Regions from separate parts of the Ovis aries genome. Here region 1 is linked to region 2. Evidence: chromatin contacts called from public Hi-C data. All regions are on one chromosome and are shown on one strand. Each heading gives the region's core, a stretch centred on a gene start, on an enhancer-like site or on the middle of the called end of the contact. The rest is flanking DNA. Distances are from core to core; before and after follow the strand shown.

The links. A called contact is a pair of places that touch in the nucleus more often than the background predicts.
Region 1: a Hi-C map of blood shows a contact between it and region 2, with 2.6 times the contacts expected there. The contact joins two enhancer-like sites. A contact is called at or near these places in 3 of 16 Hi-C or Micro-C datasets (blood and skin fibroblasts).

The regions. Positions count from the first base shown.
Region 1 is chr9:57,531,427-57,537,348 of ARS-UI_Ramb_v3.0, reverse strand. LOC121820344 (a long non-coding RNA gene) reads left to right here. Exons shown (of 3, transcript XR_006060847.2): 3 at 2,478-4,369. Among named protein-coding and RNA genes, the nearest start is that of FABP5, 41 kb to the left of the region's middle. Within about 2 kb of position 1,903, at least 2 of the 54 cell types and tissues checked have an H3K27ac peak or open chromatin away from gene starts, as enhancers often do.
Region 2 is chr9:57,392,763-57,397,935 of ARS-UI_Ramb_v3.0, reverse strand. All of the region lies in intron 1 of PAG1 (phosphoprotein membrane anchor with glycosphingolipid microdomains 1), which reads left to right. Among named protein-coding and RNA genes, the nearest start is that of PAG1, 17 kb to the left of the region's middle. Within about 2 kb of position 1,560, at least 7 of the 54 cell types and tissues checked have an H3K27ac peak or open chromatin away from gene starts, as enhancers often do.

The DNA of each region.
Region 1 (5,922 bases), core at 654-3,153, 140 kb before region 2:
TTTCTTCACATCTTCAATAAGTTCTAAGAGGTCAAAGTTCATAACGGGAACCAAGAGCCATAAGTCTAAACCCCTTTCCTGGTTATCTTTCTATTAACAAGACATTCCGTTTATTATAAGATTCCAATTCTTGGTCTATCAGGGCTCACTATGAAAAGAAAGGCAATAGGGATTTTACTTCTGGGACTCATAAAAGCAAATAATCCTAGCCAAAGAAAACCTTTATGCCCAAAGATATACTTTGTGTTGTTACAACTCAGCCAAAAAAGTATATAAACAAGCTAAATGCCTGAAATATTATGATGTTAAGTATACTTTGGCACTTTTATTCAGTGAGATTCTGCTTTTTCAAATGATGATGCCTTTAATGTGCAAATAGTTTAATGGGAAAATATTTTTAATATACTAAATTTAAAAATCAGGGTATATGATTGCAAATAAACAAGGATCACAGCTATGTAATGAAAGCATTGTATAGGCAAAATATTGAAAAATATATCAAATATTAATAATATTTGGGTAGTAGAGCTTTTTTGCTTTTTGGTAATTTCAAAATATTCTTTAATAAAAATCTGTTATTATTATTATAAATATTACTTAATTTTTAATCCCAAAGCATATTATGATGGACTAACCCTGACAACTCAGACCATTAAGCCAATTTAGTCCAATATACATTAGAAGATTCTAAGAGTCATTCAGCCTTTTCAAAAAAGTTGCTCTAAGTATTCACTTGCCAAACTGATTTCAATTCAGCAACCTTCTATGGAACACCTATTGTGTGAAGTCTTTGTGTTAACGCATTGGATTGGGAGAGAAAAGATAAAAAGAAAACACGTAAGACCTCACAGCAAGCACTTCACACTCTAGTTATGGGGCTACATACACCCGGTTCCCAGCTCTCCCCAGCACAAACTCTCTAATAGAGATGAGAGTAAAGGGCTGCATGAGATTTAACCCTGCAACAGCACTAAGGAGTATGTACAGGAAGCTACCCTTTGAGTTAGGAGTTAAGGATTGTGAAGTGTAAAGATGTGAGAGAGGATAGTCCAGAAAGAGGAAGAAAGACGTTAAAATGTGAGCAGAGTATTGAGTTGTCTGCTGTGATGGAAACATTCAACATGAGGTGGGAAAAGACTTGGGAATGAGGCTAGAATAATTGCAATAATGCATTTGTTGGCAGTGCACACAAAACACCTAAATAAACCTGATTCTCTTCCAAGCTTCAAATATTATGCATGCATGCTAAGTCGTTTCAATCTTGTCTGACTCTTTGCAACCCTATGGACTATAGCCCACCAAGCTTCTCTATCTGTTGCATTCTCCAGGCAAGAATACTGGAGTGGGTTGCTATGCCCTACTCGGGGGGATCTTCCTAACCCAGGGATCGAACCTATGTCTCTTATGTCTTTTGTATTGGCAGGCAAGTTCTTTACCACCTAGGAAGCCCATAAATACTGTAGACTTGATGTATTCTGAAATACTCATATATCCATAACTTGATTTCCTGTGTTTCAGCCTATTTTTGTTTTCATATTTAGACTTGCATAATTTTAATTATCATAATAAGAAATATAATAACAGCATCAAACCTTTATTCAGGATTTACCCTGTGCCTAGGCACTCTGATTGGCATTTTCCATATATTATCTCACATGTATCTCATGAAAATCACAGGGGTAAGCCCTTATCCCCATTCTACAGATGAATAAACTGAGTCTCAGAAATATTAAATAATTTTCCCAAGGTCACACACATAGTAGATAGAAATGAAAAGGCACAAAGGCCCAAACTAATCACATAATTCATTAAATGAAAATTCTCTGGGCTTGAGCAGGCCAGAGCAGGCCATACCCTACCAATGTAGTTTGTCAGGGTAGTCGCTAGATGGCAGAACCGGCCCACTTTGGCAGAGTTTGGACTGGGCACTGTCGAATCTTGGAAGCCTTTATGGGATCTTTAGCACTCGTTAGAAGTAACTGTTTCTCTTCAAATTAAGTAGATTGGAACAGGAATAATAAGTCTCACTCTGTAGTTAAGCTGTAAAAGGAAGTTTTTTACTTTTTAAGTAAAAAAAGAATCACAATCAAAATCCTTTCCCACATATTTGGAAATGTGTAGTCTACAAAATAAAATTAAAAAGGATGCACGTCTTCTCATTTCTTCCTTCACAGAGGAGGGGGATATTGTGAGTTGACTATTTTAGATGAAGCTGTCTCTGGTTTCAGGTTATCGTGCCTTTGTCTGCCACAGTAAATCTAGAGAATGAAGAATCCTGAGGGACTGAGCCAGGTCCTTAATACCCCGAGGTCTGACTTGGGCACCACGTGTCTCCTTGGAGTGAATTTTATATATTACTCCACCCTGTCAGATAATAGGTACAAGTATTTAACAGGGATGATTAAAGAGAAACAACATCCAGAAAATGAATTTAAGAGGCCGAACCTAATTTTTATCTTCTGTCATCAGTTTTTCAGGTTGAAATCAAAACTCAAGCAGGCTTTACCCAAAGAGCTGAAACAGTCATATCTATGAATGGCACTGACTCTAAGGAAATTCACTCATAGAAGTACCCAGCCTCCTCATGAACAGGTCAAGGGGACCTCCTACAATCCTTGAGATAACACAGACTCCGCCCAAATCATCATAGTCTGAGGCATTCATGACAACTAAAGGTTTACAATAAAAATACTCTAGATATGTGATGGATATATCAGGTCAAGTCACATCAAGTTCACATGGCAGCTCAGCTACAAACCATGGAAATCCTAGACTACCAATTGCCTGTTTTCTAGAAAGAGCGCAGGCCTGCAGCCACTTACTCCCCTCCCAGGCCCCCTGTCCAGCCCCAGTCCTACTTAAAAGAAAAAAATTTTAAAACCTACTCAGGAAACACGTCACGGAAGAACACAAAGAAGAATTTGTAATTGTCAAATGTGAAATGAGAAGAACTATTCAAAGCCATGTTGGCTGAAGCAGAAAGTATGTCTCCCATTGTACTTTTGCTAGAACGTGCCCCAGAGGCATTTCTCATAAATGGGAACAAGAAGTTAACCATTTTCCCCCTTCTTCAAAAGAAAGCAGTACTAATATCTTTGTATCAGATTGCAGCGTATTTCCAAAGACATGTTTTTAGTAGATATTTAATCAGCTTTATTGAGGTATGACTGATAAAATTCAGGAGTTTTAAGGGTATACTTTGATGAGTTCTAGCAAATGTAAAGGGCTGTGTATCCACAACCACCATTGTGAGCATTTCTTGTGCCCCAAAATTATACATTGTCCTGCGCAACCAACCCCTTCCTCCCACCCCTCTCCCAGCTCCTCAGCTCCTACTCTGTCCATCTAGTGTTTCTTTTTCTAAATTATCAGAAGATAAAATCATATAGCATGTAGTCCTTTTTTCCTGGCTTCTTTCACTCAATACAATGTTTTTAATGTTCATCCATGGTATCCTATGTATCAGTGAAGGGTTTCTTATGAAGGCATAGTTGACTTACAATATGGTGTTAGTTTCGGATATACAGCATGGTGATTCAGTATTTTTGCAGACTGAAGACTCTTGAGAGTCCCTTGGACAGCAAGGAGATCAAACCAGTCAATCCTAAAGGAAATTAACCCTGAATATTCATTGGAAGGACTGATGCTGAAACTGAAGCTCCAGTACTTCGGCCATCTGATGCAAAGAGCCGACTCATTAGAAAAGACCCTGATACTGGGAAAGGCTGAGAGCAGGTGGAGAGGAGGATGACAGAGGATGAGATGGATGGATGGCATCACCAACTCAATGGACATGAGTTTGAGCAAACTCCGGGAGATGGTGAAGGGCAAGGAAGCCGGGCAGGGAAGCAAGGCATGCTACAGTCCATGGTGTCACAGAGTCAGACACAACTTAATGACTGAACAACAGTGAACAGCTATTCCATTACAGGTTATTACCAGATAATGGGTACGCTTCCCTGTGCTAAGTAAATCCTTGTTGCTTATCAATTTTGTGTATAATAGTTTATATCTGTTAATGTGTAGTTAGTTGCTCAGTTGTGTCTGACTCTTTGCGGCCCTATGGACTGCACCCCACCAGGCTCCTCTAACCATGGGATTTTCCCAGCAAGAGTACTGGAGTAGGTTGCCATTTCCTCCTCCAGGGGATCTACCCTACCCAGGGCTTGAACCTGCCTCTCCTTGTCTCCTGTATTGCAGGCAGATTCTTTACAACTAAGCCACTGGTCTCCCCCTAATTTATCCCTCCTCACTTCCTTCTCTCCTTTGATAATCAAAAGTTTGCTATGTTTATGAACCTGTTTCTGTTTTATATATACATTCATTTGTATTATTCTTTTGATTAATGGGGTTTTGCTTTTTTTTTTTTCCCGCTGAGTAACATTACATTATATCGGAGAAGGCAATGGCACCCCACTTCAGTACTCTTGCCTGGAAAATCCCATGGACGGAGGGGCCTGGTAGGCTGCAGTCCATGGGATCGCTAAGAGTCAGACATGACTGAGCGACTTCACTTTCACTTTTCACTTGCATGCATTGGAGAAGGAAATGACAACCTACTCCAGTGTTCTTGCCTGGAGAATCCCAGGGATAGGGGAGAAGTGACTTAGCAGCAGCTTAGCATTACGTTATACACACACTTTACAGTTTATCTATTTATCAATGACAAAATTTCTTTATCTTTAGTTTTCACTGTCATAAATATAGCCACTGCTGCTGCTGCTGCTAAGTCACTTCAGTCATGTCCGACTCTGTACGACTCCGTAGACGGCAGCCCAACAGGCTCCCCCGTCCCTGGGATTCTCCAGGCAAAAACACTGGAGTGGGTTGCCATTTCCTTCTCCAATGCATGAAAGTGAAGAGTGAACGTGAAGTCGCTCAGTCATGTCTGACTCTGTGCGACCCCATGGACTGTAGCCTACCAGGCTCCTCCACCCATGGGATTTTCCAGGCAAGACTGCTGGAGTGGGGTGCCATTGCCTTCTCCAAATATAGCCACTAGGAACGTTCAAATACAAGTCTTTGTGGGAACATGCTTTTCATTTATCTTGGGTAAAATTTTAGAAGTGGGATTGCTAGGTTTTCTGGTAAATGTATGTTTAATTTTTTAAGACTCTGCTCCACACTTTGGATAGGAATGTATCTATAGTGTGTAGTTCTTTCTACATGCTGTGTCTAGAATAGTAAGGGAGCAATGGGTCTTTACCATAGGAAAGGCGCTAAGACAACATCTTCTCTGGAGTTTCAGATGAGCGCTATCGTTTGTATCTTGCTCTTGGACAGGGAGTGATAAAATACCAGGATTTTTATCCTAGCCTGGGAAGATAGAGCTGTCAGGCCAGCGCTGTCTCCCTCACGTGTCTTAGGCGGGGATGGACACTGCTTGCTCTAGTGCATTTTACTAGCAGCCCTGCACTGGGAACTGAAGCACCCATAATGAAGCTGTCCTCGGTTCTTTGTCAATGTTTCTCTGCATGTGCTCCTCCCATGGGAATGCCAAGGGAGAAGAAGAGCTAGTAGGCTAAACCCCCTAACTCAATGCTCTCCAGTTGCTCCCCTGTGGACCTTAATAGCCAGCATCTATATATAGAAGTATCTGGTGTGTAAATGCTAATGTTGACTACTATACTATTATCAAAAATCAAGTTTTGTAGTAGCTCAGGCTAAATTTAGAATTTGGAGATCGGAATTTGGACTATCTAGGACTGAAAAGAGAAATTAAAAATAAAATAAATGTATAAGACTTCCCTGGTGGCTCAGATGATAAAGAATCTGCCTGCAATGTGGGACACTCAAATTTGATCCCTGAGTCAGAAAGATCCCATGGAGAAAGGCGTGGCAACCTACTCCAGTATTCCTATCTGGAGAATTCCATGGACAGAGGAGACTGGCAGGCTATAGTCCATGGGGTCACAGAGAGTC
Region 2 (5,173 bases), core at 311-2,810:
TTCATTTAGTAGCAAAATAACAAAGACACTCTTCACAAAATTTTGCATTTTAAAATTGTGGCTAAAGGTTTGTGAACCTGTCCAGGATATTACATTCAAAAATAATTGTCCCATCCTCCTTCAGCCCCGCCCCCAACATCTCCTCTGCCACATACATGCTTCATACAGCTTAGCCATGGGTATACTTGTCTTTCTTTCACATCATTAACTTCCCATCAGACTTGACAAAATGCCAGATTAGCTGTTCAGTTTCAGTGGATGAGGGCCAGGTACGGATGTGTTATGGCCAGCCAGACCCACATTCTCTTATGTCTGTGGTTTTACCTCCCTGCTTTAGGCCTGGATTGTAGCCATGTTCATCTAGCCCAGCCCCTCCTCCACCAGGTCCAGGGTCCCAGATGATGAAGATAGCTTTTAAGGGTCAGAAGAGATGGCCTTGAAGAAAATCCAAATGTAACAATGGTAGACATCACTGCAGCAACCCCAGACTCATGCTTGGTAACCATCACACCTGTCACAAAATCGTGGGCTGTGAGACTGAACACCTAAAGGAGAAGAGAAAAGCCAAGGTAGGGAATCCACTGGAGTCAGTTCTCTTGAAGATATTTAGAATCTAAGAAAGGAAGACAGGAAAAAAACGACATAAGGGTCTTTACTGGGATCACAACTTAGAAGGAGGATACCCATTAAAGCAAGATATTTCAGACTTGTTCCAGAATGCTTAAAATCCTGCATAATCATCTTATGTATTTGCCTAATGGCATTTAGCAAACCTTGCTAGTCTTTTAATCATAAATTTCACATCTCTGTTAATTTCCAGATTCCACTGGTGAAATTGTAACTGAGATGGCAGTGGGTTTTAGCTGGCCTCCTTTAGGATGAGCTGTGGAATGAGCATTGAGTATTTTGATCAACATGTACATTTGCTTTTGTGGCATGTGAGCAAGCATGCCCTTCCAGCGGTGTTACTTAAACAGAATTGTACTCTAGACTGTGGGACCCATTTATAAACAAGGGAACTCCATTTCTGCAAATGAGAAAAAAAAAGAGGGTATAGAGTTGCATTAGCGAAAAACTGCACATTTATAGGGACATCCAAGAATTTTGCTTTTCTAAGGCTCAAAGCATCATCAAGGCAGTACTAAGTTCTTAAAGAGCAACGTGAGCCAAAGTTAGTGGGCACTTGCATACATGCTGTAATTTGCTGCCTCTTTCTTTCTTTTCTTTCTTTTTTTTTTTTTTTTACAGTTCTTAATTGCTTCAAGGGTGACACCAAAATTTCTGTCTAAAGGGGAACCATCCATGTGTACAGGTATTGAGTCATTACCGTTTGGCAGTGGAAGTGCGCACCCCGCCTTTTCTAGCGTTGATTTCTTTCTGGAGCATCTTAGTTGACACCTCCTTCTCCAGCTTCAGCCAACACTTTCCTCACAGGTTTTACAACCTCTTCCCAAGATTCGTTTTCTCTCTTATCTCCCAGCTTTAAATAGCCCCACTCGTTCTGTCTTGGTTAGCCAGGACAAGTTTGTCTTCTCGTGCCAGGCGTCTTCCTTTCTTGAGTTTTCAAACATTGCTTGTTGTTACCACATTTCCTGTTATCAAAGGGCTGACAGCACACAAGGGCCCCACCTTGTTACTGCTACATCTTCTCGTTTAAATATGCCCCCCACCTTCTTTGTGCTGTGAGGATGCTGCCCCCTTCTGTTGGAGTGGACCCTCTGATCCCTCTTATGTGTCTCTCTCCCTCTCTCCAGTGGCTTTTAGAGCAGTGGTTCTCCACGCTGACTGCAAAAAGCTTCGTCTGCAGTGTGGGAGACCTGGTTTGATCCCTGGGTTGGGAAGATCCCCTGGAGAAGTGCATGGCAACCCACTCCAGTATTCTTGCCTGGAGAATCCCCATGGACAGAGGAGCCTGGCGGGCTACAGTCCATGGGGTCACAAAGAGTCAGACACGACTGAGTGACTAACAACCTGGAGAGATTTAGTCCTTGGTGATGTCCAGGGCTCGCCTCTAGTAAATGTGATTACCGATTACCATACTGTGGTCGAGGGGAGTGCCAGGGGGAGGGTGCAGCTTTGCCAGGCTGGTGCTTGGTTCTCAGTGTAGCCATCACTGAGAACCACCTGTGTAGAGGCGGCAACACCTGTTTATTGTTATTGGTAACAAGCCATCGAATCACTGGAAGGACCAGCAGGGAAGTTTGGTTGCCAAGGAGGAAGAGTTGGGGGGAAATGGAGTGAGAAGTTGGGTGAGCAGTTAAAGGCTTTTATATTTAGAATGGATGAACAACAAGGTCCTACTGTATAGCACAGGGAACAATGTTCAATATCCTGCGATAAATCATAATGGAAAAGAGTATTTAAAAAGGATGTGTGTTTGTGTGGGTGTACATATATGTACATACTGGAGAAGGCAATGGCAACCCACTGCAGTATTCTTGCCTGGAGAATCCTATGGGCAGAGGAGCCTGGTGGGCTATAATCCGTGGGATTGCAAAGAGTCGGACGCGAATGAAGCAACTTAGCAGCATACATACATATGTGTGTGTGTAACTAAATCACTTTGATGTATAGTAAAAATTAAGAAATTAACACAACATTGTAAATCAACTATAGTTTGAAAAATACTACTTTTAACAAAAGGACAGGAAGAGACTAAACAATAGCAACATCCCCGGTTTATGCTGGGTTTCAGCTCAGGGTGTGGATGTCTATACGGGGCAGCTGCACACACCCAGCTGATGTGACGACTTCTCCCCCTGAAACCGTGTTCTCATTAGTATATCCTCTTGGCCGCATGGCCTCTGCAGGCCAGAAACCATTTCGGATGAAGCCTGCGCTTATCTCCTCATGAGGCTGGCACCCAGGGGCCTGATTTCCTTTCAGAACTTTTGCTTCCAGCCTTGCAACCAGCTGTTTTCTTTTTTCCTCTGTGTAACTCTGTAAACCGAAACTGGGCGCCCTCCTGCCTCATCTGCTGCTAGTTCACTTGCAACTCACTCCCCACAATCACACACGCAGGAGAACCTATTAAAGTTCCCAAGTGGAGACTTGCACTTTGCCTTTCCTTTACGAGAAAGATGGGCGGCAGGGTCTTTGCTGGAAAACTATTGTATAGAATGTAATTTCTCTGAATTAGTGGGAGAGGGGAAGCTGGTACTAAAATGGAACTGTCATCTATTCAGAGTTTGCTTTTATTCCTAATGCACCTATGCGTCTCGGAAATCTTTCCTTACACATTAATGAGTCCCGGAGTTGGACAGAAATGCATTCGAATAGGCTTCTTTATAAAGGTCTCTTTATACAGCCTCTTCTCGAGACATGCTGTGGTCAGAATGCACGTCCATTTTCTGGGAGCAGCACACAGGATCCTTTGGACTGTGCTCCATTGTCCCGCACTGTCTAAAGGAGCTGAGAACAGTTATAACAGGAGTGGGCCTACCATACTCTCTGGACCCTACTGCTTCCCCTTGTTAAGGGATATTTTGTTCCAAAGACTGTGACAATACTTTTATTTGTGTCGGTAAGTAGAAAATTGTAAGTGAGGTGATTTTGGCATTAATGATGCACAGCTAACTGTTTTAAGGGCGTCTCATGAAATTTTTGGAAAATTCAGTTGTGCAAAGAAAGAAAAGGAATATTTCACTTTATGGGCTACTGTAAAGATATAGGAATGACTTAAATGCCAGCTTTCTTTAATAGGATCAGTTTACAGAAATTATATTTCTGTAACACTTTCCCCTGAGCACAGATATCATGTAATTGAAACTTTGTCCCACAGTTGTTGTCTTGCATGGAAAAATGCACTTTTTCTGCCTCCAGCATACAGAGTGAGAGCCTTGCCAAGGCTGGCACTGCAGGCCAATGATTAGTTAACGTGTTCATCCATTCAGTATGCGTTTATTGAGTTCTTTCTGTGTTCCATGCACTGACTTTCTCATGGGAGGAGATAGTCACATAAACAAGAGACTATCAGCAGGTATTAGGTTCTAGGAAAGTAAAACATGTTAATGTTACTGAGAGTGGCTAGGCAATTAGGGAGGGCACCCTGGAGGAGGTGACATTTAGGCTGACATGTGACCAAAACAGGCAAAGCTGACCAGAATTCAGAGACCAGCCTTGCCAGAGCAGACTCTGGCAGTCAGAGGAGGGCAGAGAGCAGACTGACCAGATTTGTGTTTTAGGAAGATCACTTCAGAGCAGGACAAAAGGTGAACTTGAATCAGAACAGGGATTCTAGTGCCTCAGGCTGGAGTCTGGATCTGGAACCAGGGGACTAGCTGAGAGCACAGTGGGCAGCCTGCTGACTTGATGCTAGACTGCTGATCTTGGGCTCTTCTTCTGCCCTCTGTCCTGATTCACAGGGCCTCATGGCCTGTTGACATCACCAGCCTTCGTCCACTTGCTAAAATGCTTGTTCAGAGTACTGACTTCCAGACCCCAACCTGGTCTAGTGACAGAGAGTGGGGGCCAAGACTTCAGCAAGACTTCATTAAGCCTCTGGTGTCTAATGCGTGGAGTCCATGGACCTGATTTTTGAGAAATACTATGTCTAGGGGCTCTGCTTACTTGACTATCCCACGTAATTCTTACAACAGCTCTGTAAAAGGAATGTATGCTCCCTGGGTTACAGATTGGGAAACAGACTCAGTGTGATTAAGCCTCTGGCCCAGGGTCATACTGCTCATGCATGTTGTGACTGGCAAAGCAGTCTGCCCTTATTTGTAGCCAGTGCTGCCTGTGTGAAGATGGGAAGAACAGCTCTGCAAAATTTCAGAAATCTTTTGCAGGTTAATCATCTCATGAATGAACATGGTCCTTCTTGCAAATCCAGTACATCCCATCTTGGGACAGAACCAGAAATGTCCATTTTTGCTGACTTTTCTGGAGGAAAAGTTTAATGTTCTTTCTTAAAGATAGAATTTTAAGTCCTGGAATTGGGAGGGGTGTGTGTATTACAAAGGAGAGATTTGATCTTCATTGTTCTTTCTGGGTCTCTTTTTGCCTTTTTTTTCCCCTCCATAAAAGAAGCCAAGAGGTTTAAGGAGTAGCATTTTATTTTTTAATCACCATAAACCTAGAAACCCGACCATCATGCCTCACAGAAAATTATCGTGCTTTCAGTTGCCATGAGTTATTTATTTCTTAAGTGGCTCTTGAACCAAGAGTTGTG